Linked DNA regions of Mus musculus: regions 1, 3 and 4 are each linked to region 2. The links are chromatin contacts, called in public promoter capture Hi-C maps. All regions are on one chromosome and are shown on one strand. Each heading gives the region's core, a stretch centred on a gene start, on an enhancer-like site or on the middle of the called end of the contact. The rest is flanking DNA. Distances are from core to core; before and after follow the strand shown.

Region 1 (2,700 bases), core at 125-2,624, 2.7 Mb before region 2:
TTTAAGGATGGAGGCTGATCTCGATGACACATTCCTTTAACACTAGCACTGAGGACTAAGGCCAAAGGGTGGTGAGTTAAAGACCAGCTTGGGGCTATATTATGAGCCTCTCTCAAAAATTCTTAAGTAAGTAAATAATTGTATTATTGGGAACAAGACTACCTAGTACCATCTCTTCATTTTATGTCTGCGGTTGCTACTTCAATGTAATACAACAGAGGAATGCCATCAGCCCTCGGTCTGATTATTGCTTTCTTCCTAAGGGTGTAGGTCAGGTGAATACTGAACTCACTATAAAACCAACTTCCCACATTCTAGGATTGCTTGCAGACATGTGTTATCATGCCAGTTTGTATTGTATTATTTGTTTGTTTCTTTCTTGAGAGAGGAAGGGGTCTCATTCCATAGCTCAGGTGGACTTTAAACTCATAGCCAACCTCCTGCCTCAGCTTCCCAATATCTGGGTTTATAGGCATAAGCCGCCACACTCAGCCTTAATCTGATTTTCTTAAATATTTCCCTTTGTGTGATTTCTGTTCTCTATTAAATGTTATTTATTTAATGTGTAAGTCTGAGTCAAGCCCTCTCTTGTGTGGGGGTGTGGTGTGGGGGTGTGGTGTGGTGTGGGGGTGGGGGTGATGTGGGGGTGTGGTGTGGGGGTGGGGGTGATGTGGGGGTGTGGTGTGGTGTGGGGGTAGGGGTGATGTGGGGGTGTGGTGTGGGGGTGTGGGAAGTGCTTGAGTATTGCCGTGCAGGTGTGGAAGGTCAGAGAACAGCTTTGGGGAGTCTGTTTTTTCTTTCCACCATGTGGTACTCTGGAATCAAGCGCAGGGTCTTGGGCTTGGGCATAAGTGCCTTTGCCTGCTAAGCAGCCTCTCCAGCCCTGTTGCTGTTGCCGATACTGAGTTTTGTCTTTTGCTCGAAAGAATAAAACAGCCTTCAAAATCTCCAGAGATCCGTAACTTAACATGTACAGAATTATAAATTGTCTGACAACTTTTCCTGACATTTCTTTTCTGTGCAGACATGGAAAGTGTGTGCCTAGGAAAGAAGAAAGCAGGGGGATATGACGAGGAAAGGGATTTAATTTTAAGAAGAGAGAAGAGACTTCCACTTGAAGATGACAAAGAACGCACTGGCCACACAGGGGCAAGATGAAGTGGGAGTTTTTTAGAAGATATCACATCTTCTCTTTTGCTCTTTTGCAAGAGCTCACGATGGAGTGGAGTTAATCTTCATCGTTCTCCCGAGAAAGCACAAAATGAACCATCTTAAACTCAGGGAAAAAAAAAAAGCCCCCAACACCATCTGTTGCTCCGCTGAAGCGTTGTAGTGGGGGAGGGGACAAGCCAGTTGTTAAATGGGAAAGCAATCAGGCGCTCAGCTCCCCACACTGCCTTCTGCCTAGAAGCCAGGAAAGAGGTCCAACGAGAGGGTAGAGGATTCCTTTCCTGGGTGCCTGGATTATTAGCCATTGTACGTGGGTGGGTGCACTGGATTACAAACCAGGGTACGTGGGGAAAGACGTAGGTGGCACTTAACCGAAACGAGATAAGTCAAACCAAGGCGCCAAGGGCTGCTTAGGAAAGGATTTCCCTCCTTCAACCCCGATCAGTATCATCTGATGGTTGTTTACTTGTTAAACTATCGTTAGATTGAACATAAGTGTAAAAATAGTCTTAAAAACAAGGCGCAGCTCTCCATTATCCCAACAACACATGGCTTTGACTGTTTCAGAAAGGGAAATAAAATATTTAAAACAGGTTTTTATCTGGGCTGTGCGTCTAAACGTGCAACGGCCCCTTGGAACGGAGCCCTGGTGGAGCAGAGAAAAGCCGTGGGTTGTGGAGGGACGGCTGGCTTCCCGGTGATGTGGGACAAATGGCAGGTCAGTCACATCTAGTCGTTGATGGGGAATGAGAGCAGGCGTCCACTGACAGAAAACAAGCCTCCAGCCTCCACAGTCAGAGTCTCTCCGGGCTGTCCCCGTGCTTCAGGGTGACCCACAATAACAAAGCCCACGGGAGCAGTTTACTCAATAGCTTCGAGCATTGTCCTAACCGTGAATCTTTGCAGAGACTGAGACTTGGCCACCCTGGCAGTCGCGGCGACTCCCCCAACTCCGCAGCCCAGGGTTGGGCTGATACCTCGCGGCCGTGGTACTAGACGCTGCCGGAAGATGGCGCACGAAGATACCGACTCAATCGAGGGTGCCGAGAGCTACTGTGGACTGGGCGGCCGAAGAGGGATTTTGATTCATTAAAAAACATAAATTGTACTTGATGAACAACAATAATAATAATAAACTGACTACTGGATTCCACAGAGATGAATTTTTAAATCCCTGAAATCAAGTTATTTAAATTATTTAATTTAATTTGCTAAATTTCAGTAACTGCTATGTAATGGTGCATGCCGGGCGTTTAGGTTTTATAGCGTCTAAATGCTTCTCTTTACGGTGATTGCTGCAGTTGCACGGTCACCAGAGAACTCTGTCCCCATCTCCAAGCTGTGTAAACAAATTGAGGCGAGAGTAATTACACACTGAGAGGAAGGCAAGAAGAAGCCATGGAAGCCAGAGAGAGCCCCAGCGACAAAATAACACCTTAAAAGGGCTCAAAGATCAATGCTGGTGACTTTACTAAAATCATCCAGGGGGGCCAAACCTAAACTAAACAGTGCCTGGTGGTTCTTATAGCA
Region 2 (2,700 bases), core at 177-2,676:
GAGAGAGAGAGAGAAAGAGAGAGAGAGAGAAAGAAACAAAGGGAGGGAGGGGGGGGAGGAGTGCTCTTGGGCAGGCCCAAGTTCAGTTCCCAGCCCTGGAGCCTAGCAGCTCACAACCGTCTAACTCCAACTACACTACCAACAGATCTAATGCCCCGACTTCCAAGTTTACTTTCAAGATGCATGTATACAAACATACACACACATATACAACTTAACTTCTGTTTATCTAAGAAAGAAATTTTACCCCAGGGCTAATAGATACAGAGAAATAAAAACGAATTTCTAATCAATGTTTTAGTCTACAAGAGACTTAAACAGACTTAGGAATATACCAACTAATGAATATCTCCTGTTTGATTTCAAAGAAAACATTATGAAACATTTTTTAAACGAAAAGCAAACATACCTGAATTACTTTGTCTACCTTCAAATCTTCAAGAGATGGATAAAGAGACATTTCTGCAGATATTTTCTAAAAAATGAAAAAAAAAGTATCACACAGTATGTACAGCCAACAATATGGATATAAACATTTAACAAATGTTTAATACAATAAAAAAGCTTAAAAAACAAAATAAAAATAAAACAACTACAACAAAAATAATGGGACTATTTAAGGCATATCATAGTTAGTAGACATTTAACAGCTGTTACCAAACTGTCTCTCTGTTCCCACAGCTACCCAACTACATTCATCTTGGATTTTAAACATCAAGAAAAGCTCCCTTCATTTCACAAGTTGTGAAAATCAAAGAAGAAAAGCACGTGGCTTACCCTCAGCTGACACAGTACTCCTCAGCTAAACCAGGGTCAGGAAAGAGCCTTTCACAAAACACTCTTGGGCGTGGACAGACATATTACCTTCTACCAACAGTGCCAACAGAAAATAGTATGCAGGCAAACTGCACTAGGAAGATACTCATAGTATATGGAAAAACTTAACATATGCCATCTATATTTTTAGCAATGGTTTTAGCTAGAGGGAAGGGATGTAAAAAAGGAAACTATTGCCTTTCATTGTTAGCATTTCTATATATAGTTCAATGTTTGTTAAGCTACCATAAATTGCTTTTCGTAGCAATTTAAAATAAAATTATCTGAAATATTACACAGACACATGTTTTAAGTTTTGTTTAGCTATTCTGAGGTAAATGCCTGAGACTTCCACTTAGCCAAATAAAACAATTACTAATTACTAATAGGTTTGGCAAATCACTGAGCCTGCTCCATCACCTCCCACTTCCAAATCTATTCTTTATTTCCTGCTCTCCAAACCCAGAGCTGAACCTTTTAAAGCCTGCCTGCACTGCTTAGAGGAGGAGGCTGCTGAGCTCTTGGCCAGGGCAGCCAGCCTCTCAGCCATGCTGGAGCCAGCACACTCTCCAACCAGGCTCCTACAGAACCTGCTTCTCTAGCAGTTCCCACCACGGGGAGATGATTCAACAAGCTTAGCCATGCTATAATGAGCAGAAAAGCAGGAGAAAGCCATCAGGCTACTCCGAAGGAACAGTTCACCCAGAAACCCTTTCCTATGGATTGGTAGTAAATTCTAAACTGTGACATGCTAAAGTGAAAAGTCACTGTAAGTTCGTTCCACCATGTCTCCTAAGAAGCGTCTCACAAGACCCAGAACGAAGCCATCAGCAGGCAGTCTGTCCCTCTGTGCACGTTCTCAGTCCCAGTGATGGTTACTTACTACAACAGCACCCCAACGAAAGACATGAGTTATTGGCCAGGGCTGTCTTAAGAGACCCCCAAAACATACACCCTATGGCTACTGCCCCAGAGATGAATGGTGAAGACACCATACATTTCCTAAGTTAGCTAACTACTCAGTGCTAGTGAGGTTGCGGATACTGGAAGAACACAACCACACTTTACTAAACTAGCATAATTCTTAACTACATTCTAAGTATCTGTATCACAAAGTGTAGTTTCACCCCTCAGCAAGAAAACTTCGAAAAACAAAAAACAAAAACAAAACAAACAAAAAAAAAAACAAAAAAACCCAAAAAACTTCTCTTTGCAACAGATAGAAACCAATACAGAAAACCACAAAACCAATCAAAATGCAGTTGTGAGGCCCAGTCCCAGTGGATCTGTCTACAAAACACTCCTGTACCCAAGGCTCAGAAACACTTCAGAAGAGGGGTGGAAAAGCTTGTAGGCATCAGAAATCAGGGAGCTGCTGTAAGACTATGTATCCTAGTAATGTTGAAAATACGTCCATAAAAGTCTCACCAACACAGCTGCCTATCCATGAGCTGAATATGGACAATAACATACATGCCAATGCAGACAGGCAAAGACCACAAGGCCTCAACCCTACACAAAGAAATACAGACGACTAAAAATGCTGGGGAGTGGGGGCTCTTCCCCAGGGAAGAACATACTAACTGGTTATTCAACTTCAAATGGTCAGCCCTGCAAAGTATATTACAGACTGTGCGGGTTACATTTAGGAATATAAATATAAAGACACACACATACATGCACATGATAAGATGAAAAAGGATGTCCTGAATTTGAAAGACGGCAGGGAGGGTACATTGGAGGGCTTAGAGGGAAGAAAGGAAAGGGAGAAATGTTGTAATTACTTTATAATCTCAAAAATAAAAAGCTGGATGTGGAGAAGCAGAAGAAAGCAGATCATGGGTTCCAAGCCAGCCAGATCTACACAGCAAGTTTCAGGACTAC
Region 3 (2,700 bases), core at 127-2,626, 2.6 Mb after region 2:
GCTCTCCTGGGAGGACAGGCAGAGCTACCAGGCAAGGTGGAGGTCTGTGAGCCACGGGGTCCACATCAGCCTAGCAACCTAGCCACAGAAGATTATGATGCTACCTGGGGTGAAGGGCTGCCTTGTCTTGTTAGTTGACAAACAGCCCTGCAGTGTCAGGAAATGAGTCCTGAGATGTAGCCTCTCTGATGCACCTTGGGAAAGAAGAGAGGCTTCCGGGATGCTCTTACTCACTCACCAGTCAGCCAGACTTTCCTCAAGTAACAGCCAACTGGCTGATTATTTTCAATAACCAGTCAGCGGAAGAGCCTGCCCTCCCACAAGCCCAGAGCCACAGGTTTGGCCAAGCACACAAGTCAGAGATGAGAAGTATCAGCTTCTAACAGAAGTCATGTCAGGAGCTGCAGCATGCAGAAACCGAATATTGCTTCTTACTCGTGTAGGCTGTGTGTGTGTGTGTGTGTGTGTGTGTATAGGGTGTGCTGGATCAGGGCTGGACCTTAGACTGTAGTCAGCATCCCAGAGGCTACTGTGGACTGCTAGCCTGTTGTCATGCCTTAGTAGGGACCCATCCTTAGATATCAATCATTAAGTGATCTTGCTATTGTTCAAGCACTGTGTGCTGTACTTACATAGCCTAAGGTGGTGACATCATCACTAGGTACTATAATCTGAGACGACGGTTGTGTATGCAGTCAATGGCTGGCACAGCATTGGAATTTGGTAACCATGGGTGGTTTTTCACGCAAAGTGATTCTCACAGCACAACAGCCTTAGATGTACATGAACACTTGTGGTGGGCTGGGTGGCGATAGAATATAAACTGCAGGGTCTTATTACTTTGCACATAATTTTCTCCCAGGATACAACATCAGGGGTGTTAAATCAGACTAAAGATATTAGAAGAATCTTGCTTGGGCATGCTCACATGAATTTCCCACCCACTAACAATGCTTACATAGAAAGTCTGTCTTCTTGTTCCACAAACAAGGGGTGCACAGTGTGATCTGCCTTATCAGGCCTCACTGTGCCAGAATAGCTCTGAGGAAGGCAATTCTGGTCCCTCTCCACTAATGAACTTGAACTTTGAGTCACCATTGCACATATTTAGTGCCGTGCTGGTGGCTCACAGCAGTTACATCTGTGTAGAGAACATCGAAGGCCCACAGTGACACACAACAAGCCTTCCTTATTGGGGATTTAACTCTAGCTGGAAATATCAATTATGTCTGCAACCCAGGCAGAACTCAAATAATTCTCCTTGCGGGTGGCTGACTTACTAGTGAAAACTGCTCCCAAGTCAGTCGTCTGCCTCCCTGTGTAGAACTGGTCCATTCCAGCACCCCACAGAGTGTAGCTTTCAGCTAGTTCCCACAACAATGCTTGGAATCCAGGCAGCTCCTCACTGTGGTGCTCATCTGTTCATGGACACTGACTCAGATGTCACCACCCAACTTCCTGATGCTTTGGACAGCTAATGAAGTGTCTCACAGTGACTTGGGCTCCACAACTATTGCTCCAGTGTTTATGTCCACTAATTACTACAGCTTTTGGGCACATTAGCAGATAGCAGGAGAAAGGTTTTGTTTCTGTTTTTAATAAGAAACACCCACACCAGAGTCAGCTGACTCAGGGAGAAAGGAACTCAGGAAAGCTGTATGTGATCTCTCAAGCAAAGCTAAACTCTATCCCAGTAAGTTTCAGCCTGAATGAGAAGCCGGAACTGAAACGCAGCAGCCTGCCTTGGAATGGGCTGTGGGAATAACAGTCGTTCAGACAAGCAAGAGAGACACTAAAGAAGGAGCCACCAAAGGGCAGGAAGAAGGGACCTGCCACCCTGCTGCCTTACCTGCTTGTGGGGCAAGCTCACCCCACACTCTAGAGTGCTGCTCACCTCCTATGGCTGAGCAAAGGGTTCAGAGGGTTAGTTCTACCCCAATGTCCCAAGAGCCCGTGGAGTAAGGATGACTCTAGTAAAGTGGAAGGGAAATATGAGCAATAAGTGCTGCACATCACAATCTCAGAAGTCCTTCCTAACGGGGAGAAGGTGTCATGATAAGAGCAGAAAACAGAGTTTGCAAACCAAGCAAAACCAGGATCCACGTTTCTCTGTGTCTCCAACAGGGCAGCATTTGTCTCATGGCTCTCAATTGCCACAGAAACAATAGCAGTAATGGCCACTGATTCTCCATACTGGGTCTCTACATTGCAATCTATAATGTGCATGGAGGAAGCATGGATCAAAAAGCCCACTCCTTGCTGCTGAGTCTCTTGAAACTCAATTTTACTTAGTTATAATATGAATATTTCCCCAAGAAAACACAGCTAGACATGATGATCTATGCTTTGATGTTAATGATAACAGCTGCCATCTTAGCTTCTCCTCACCCTGACCCTGCTAGACTTTTAAAACAGCCAAAACTAGCCTGTGCAACAGGTGCCACTCATAACAGAGAAGAGGATCCAGGATCCAGAGAGGGTCTGCTCCAAGGAAGACAAGGATTCGAAGCCATATCTAGTGGGATCCTCCTTATGCACACTGGCTTCTGACTTTCAAAGCAAAGCGTTCACCAAATAAAGAAGGGAAGGAGAAAGAAGGTGATGAGGTCATTCAAAATCCAGCCAAGACAAAACCGGAAGTCTGTCAGCCTGTCCTCACTGCTGAGGATGAGGGAGGAGAGAGGAACACACACACACACA
Region 4 (2,700 bases), core at 26-2,525, 2.5 Mb before region 2:
AAGCACTAACTCCCTCTTCTGTGGCATACTTGGATTTTTACTTAATGACTTTTTCACTTCTGATCATAGGACAATAAAATGTCCCCCCTGGTCACATTTTAGCATCATTTTTGTGTGTGTGTGTGTGTGTGTGTGTGTGTGTGGCATTGTCTTAGGCATACAAAATAGAACTAGGTTACTAATATGTTATAGAGTTTGTGGTCTTAAATGTTAAGTTACTCTTTATAATAATCAGAATGACAAATGCTAAAACCAGTATTCATGGATGTAGGACAATTTTCAAACATGCATTGGATAAGAAATCTCAAGCAAGTTTCTCAAGTAAGGGAAATCGAGGCTTCTATCCCCAGGTCATAGAGATCTGAGTCTTCAACCCTCTAAAACATATACAACATGCACAGGGGTCACACCCCACCGCTTTACCTGGGGATCTTTGAAGTACATTTCATACAACTGAATGGTCCGACGGCTGGCTTGGCTCCCATGGTACACAACCACGTTCAACTCCGTCCAGGTTCGGAATTCCCTTTCCCAGTTGGGGATCGTGGACAATGGGGCAATTACTAAAAAGGGGCCATGGATTCCTTTCAAGTATATCTCATAGAGAAACGTAATGGACTGGATCGTTTTTCCCAAACCCATCTCATCTGCTAAAATGCAGTTTCGCCTTTAGGAAAGAAAAGGACAGGAAAGCTTCGTGATTATCAGCTGTCACTCTCTTTTTACAGAGTATACACTCCATAAATGCATACCCCATACCACCTTAGCTATTTTCTTAGTTCAACAAAATATATCTCAAAGAAAAGTTCCCAGCAAACAGATATCATTTCTACATAGATCCATTGATTAATTTGGTGAATAAATTAAGTATATTCCAACAGTTGAATTTTAAAAACGTATTACAGCATTAAAATTTATATTCTTAATACCACAAAGGATATGAGCTACAGCATTTATTGAAAGTAAAAAGAAGCATGTTTACATACATGTTGTACCAATTGAAAAGTAGCCAGTTTACTCCCTCCAACTGGTATTCCCTGAGTTTGTTATTGTTTTTATACTCCCTGGAACTCTCCGATTTCTTCCAGTCATCAGCAGGAGGTCGCTCCTGTTCCAAATATAGTAGATGCCATTAGTGGTTTCTCAGTGACTACACCACTATGCTATGCCCAAATCAAACCCTTCCCCGAGAGCCAGTCCTCACCACACGCTCGGTTTCCGGCTCCCTGGACATGAGTTTTTCAAACTCTTCGATCTTTGTTTGATCTATGTCCTGCTTCAGCTCCCATGTGCTGTCTTCATAAGGGAGTGAGCACCACTTCACCAGGTAGTGAATCACAGGCTGGGCCAGGTTCAAACAAATCAGAACTAAAGTCATTTGACCAAATACTATATATTCAGGAAAAGACATGAGCTCTGCTTCCCTGACCAAGACAACCCCCAGCACTGGGAAGACTCAACTGCCCACATTTTATAACTATAAGCACTGAAAGTGGTCATTTCCAGTGTATACTAGAAAGTGGATTATTGGGTATTAACAGAAAAAAAAAATGAGCTTTTTATCTGAATCATTGGTTCATGACCAAATATTAAGGAGTAGCTAATGAATACCAAAAAGCCAAATCAAAGGTTAATTTTTATGTAATCTAATTACTCAATTACATGATTTGGATTTATTATAGTAAGCTATTTGTTTATATAACTGAATAGTTGCCTGCAGAGTGAAAAACAGACAAGTTTTTTCTTCAAGGGAAAAACTATCCTGTTTGCTCTCAGTCACTTACAATGGTGAATATGAGTCTGGAAGACTGAAGGGGAAACACTTTGGGTGCTCTGAGTCAGTGGGAATTCTCCTTGAGGGAAGGAGGATTTCTGTGTTTAACGTTTCAGTTAAACACAGACTAGAAGCTTGGTAGTGGAGGCTTTGACCAGGCTCAGACCTTGATTTTGTCCCTTCTGTCAACACATGTGAGCCACCCAGGGTAACACAAATGATCTCTGTTACCTCGCCCCGGTCATCTGTGCTACGTGCAAAGTCCATTATCCGGTCAACTTCCACATAGTCTGGATTAAAAAGGTCATCCTCAATCTGTTCCCAAGAAGGAAGAAAAGGCTTAAAGTCTCGTTCCTGTCTCCAGAGAAACAGTAGTTCACTTTTCACTAGGCAGGATTTTGGGTCACAGCAACACAAAATTTGTATTTGACATCTTCTATTATATTAATTGAAATGCTACAATTTAGCAAAATCACTCCCTGTGAGGAAATCAAACTTCTCAGACTTTGTTAACTGAGTATTTTAATTACTGTGTGAAGCCTTCTACTGTGAGAGAATGTTTAAGAATATTTCAAATGAAGTGTGAAATTACAATTCACTAATGGGCAATCCAAAAGGCCTATGGCATGCAATACATTTAGCATTCTTGAAAGTACAGTCTGCAGTGAAGAGTCAGAGCCACACACAGTACATACTAGCTAGTGAGCGCATCTAAGAACGCTGCACAGCACCACGTACAGAATGTTAGCATAAGCCACCAACCCTGAAATCAGCAGGTCTCACACTGGTCTGTGAGCATGGTCGGGATGGTTGGAAATCTTTGCCAACCGATATCACCACCTCACATAGAATAACAGTCGTCCCATTAATCTTAAACATTCCAATAACTTAATTGTACTGAATGTGAGTGTTTAGGTAAAAGAATC

The links. Promoter capture Hi-C pulls out the DNA fragments that hold promoters and counts their contacts. Capture Hi-C pulls out chosen DNA fragments and counts their contacts.
Region 1: a promoter capture Hi-C map of liver shows a contact between it and region 2, with 7 times the contacts expected there. The contact joins two enhancer-like sites. A contact is called at or near these places in 2 of 39 promoter capture datasets (hippocampal neurons and liver), 2 of 115 datasets of contacts at active chromatin or transcription factors (astrocytes and large pre-B cells) and 1 of 9 other capture datasets (liver).
Region 3: a contact with region 2 is called in a promoter capture Hi-C map of the 3T3-L1 cell line, with 7 times the contacts expected there. The contact joins two enhancer-like sites. A contact is called at or near these places in 2 of 39 promoter capture datasets (the 3T3-L1 cell line and pre-B cells) and 1 of 115 datasets of contacts at active chromatin or transcription factors (large pre-B cells).
Region 4: a contact with region 2 is called in a promoter capture Hi-C map of liver, with 5 times the contacts expected there. The contact joins two enhancer-like sites. A contact is called at or near these places in 1 of 39 promoter capture datasets (hippocampal neurons) and 1 of 9 other capture datasets (liver).

What each region holds. Positions count from the first base shown.
Region 1 is chr4:9,027,420-9,030,119 of GRCm38.p6, reverse strand. No RefSeq gene overlaps it. Among named protein-coding and RNA genes, the nearest start is that of Gm34428, 20 kb to the right of the region's middle. Within about 2 kb of position 1,374, at least 158 of the 459 cell types and tissues checked have an H3K27ac peak or open chromatin away from gene starts, as enhancers often do. A contact at or near this core is called in hippocampal neurons and liver, where this site is marked.
Region 2 is chr4:6,374,852-6,377,551 of GRCm38.p6, reverse strand. It overlaps Sdcbp (syndecan binding protein), which reads right to left. Exons shown (of 9, transcript NM_001098227.1): 2 at 410-475. The coding sequence starts at 460. Among named protein-coding and RNA genes, the nearest start is that of Sdcbp, 11 kb to the right of the region's middle. Within about 2 kb of position 1,426, at least 54 of the 459 cell types and tissues checked have an H3K27ac peak or open chromatin away from gene starts, as enhancers often do. A contact at or near this core is called in hippocampal neurons and liver, where this site is marked.
Region 3 is chr4:3,775,032-3,777,731 of GRCm38.p6, reverse strand. All of the region lies in intron 10 of Lyn (LYN proto-oncogene, Src family tyrosine kinase), which reads right to left. Among named protein-coding and RNA genes, the nearest start is that of Gm22781, 20 kb to the left of the region's middle. Within about 2 kb of position 1,376, at least 92 of the 459 cell types and tissues checked have an H3K27ac peak or open chromatin away from gene starts, as enhancers often do.
Region 4 is chr4:8,824,851-8,827,550 of GRCm38.p6, reverse strand. Chd7 (chromodomain helicase DNA binding protein 7) reads right to left here. Exons shown (of 38, transcript NM_001277149.1): 9 at 2,006-2,089; 10 at 1,205-1,342; 11 at 987-1,108; 12 at 424-667. Among named protein-coding and RNA genes, the nearest start is that of Gm46842, 85 kb to the left of the region's middle. Within about 2 kb of position 1,275, at least 17 of the 459 cell types and tissues checked have an H3K27ac peak or open chromatin away from gene starts, as enhancers often do. A contact at or near this core is called in liver, where this site is marked.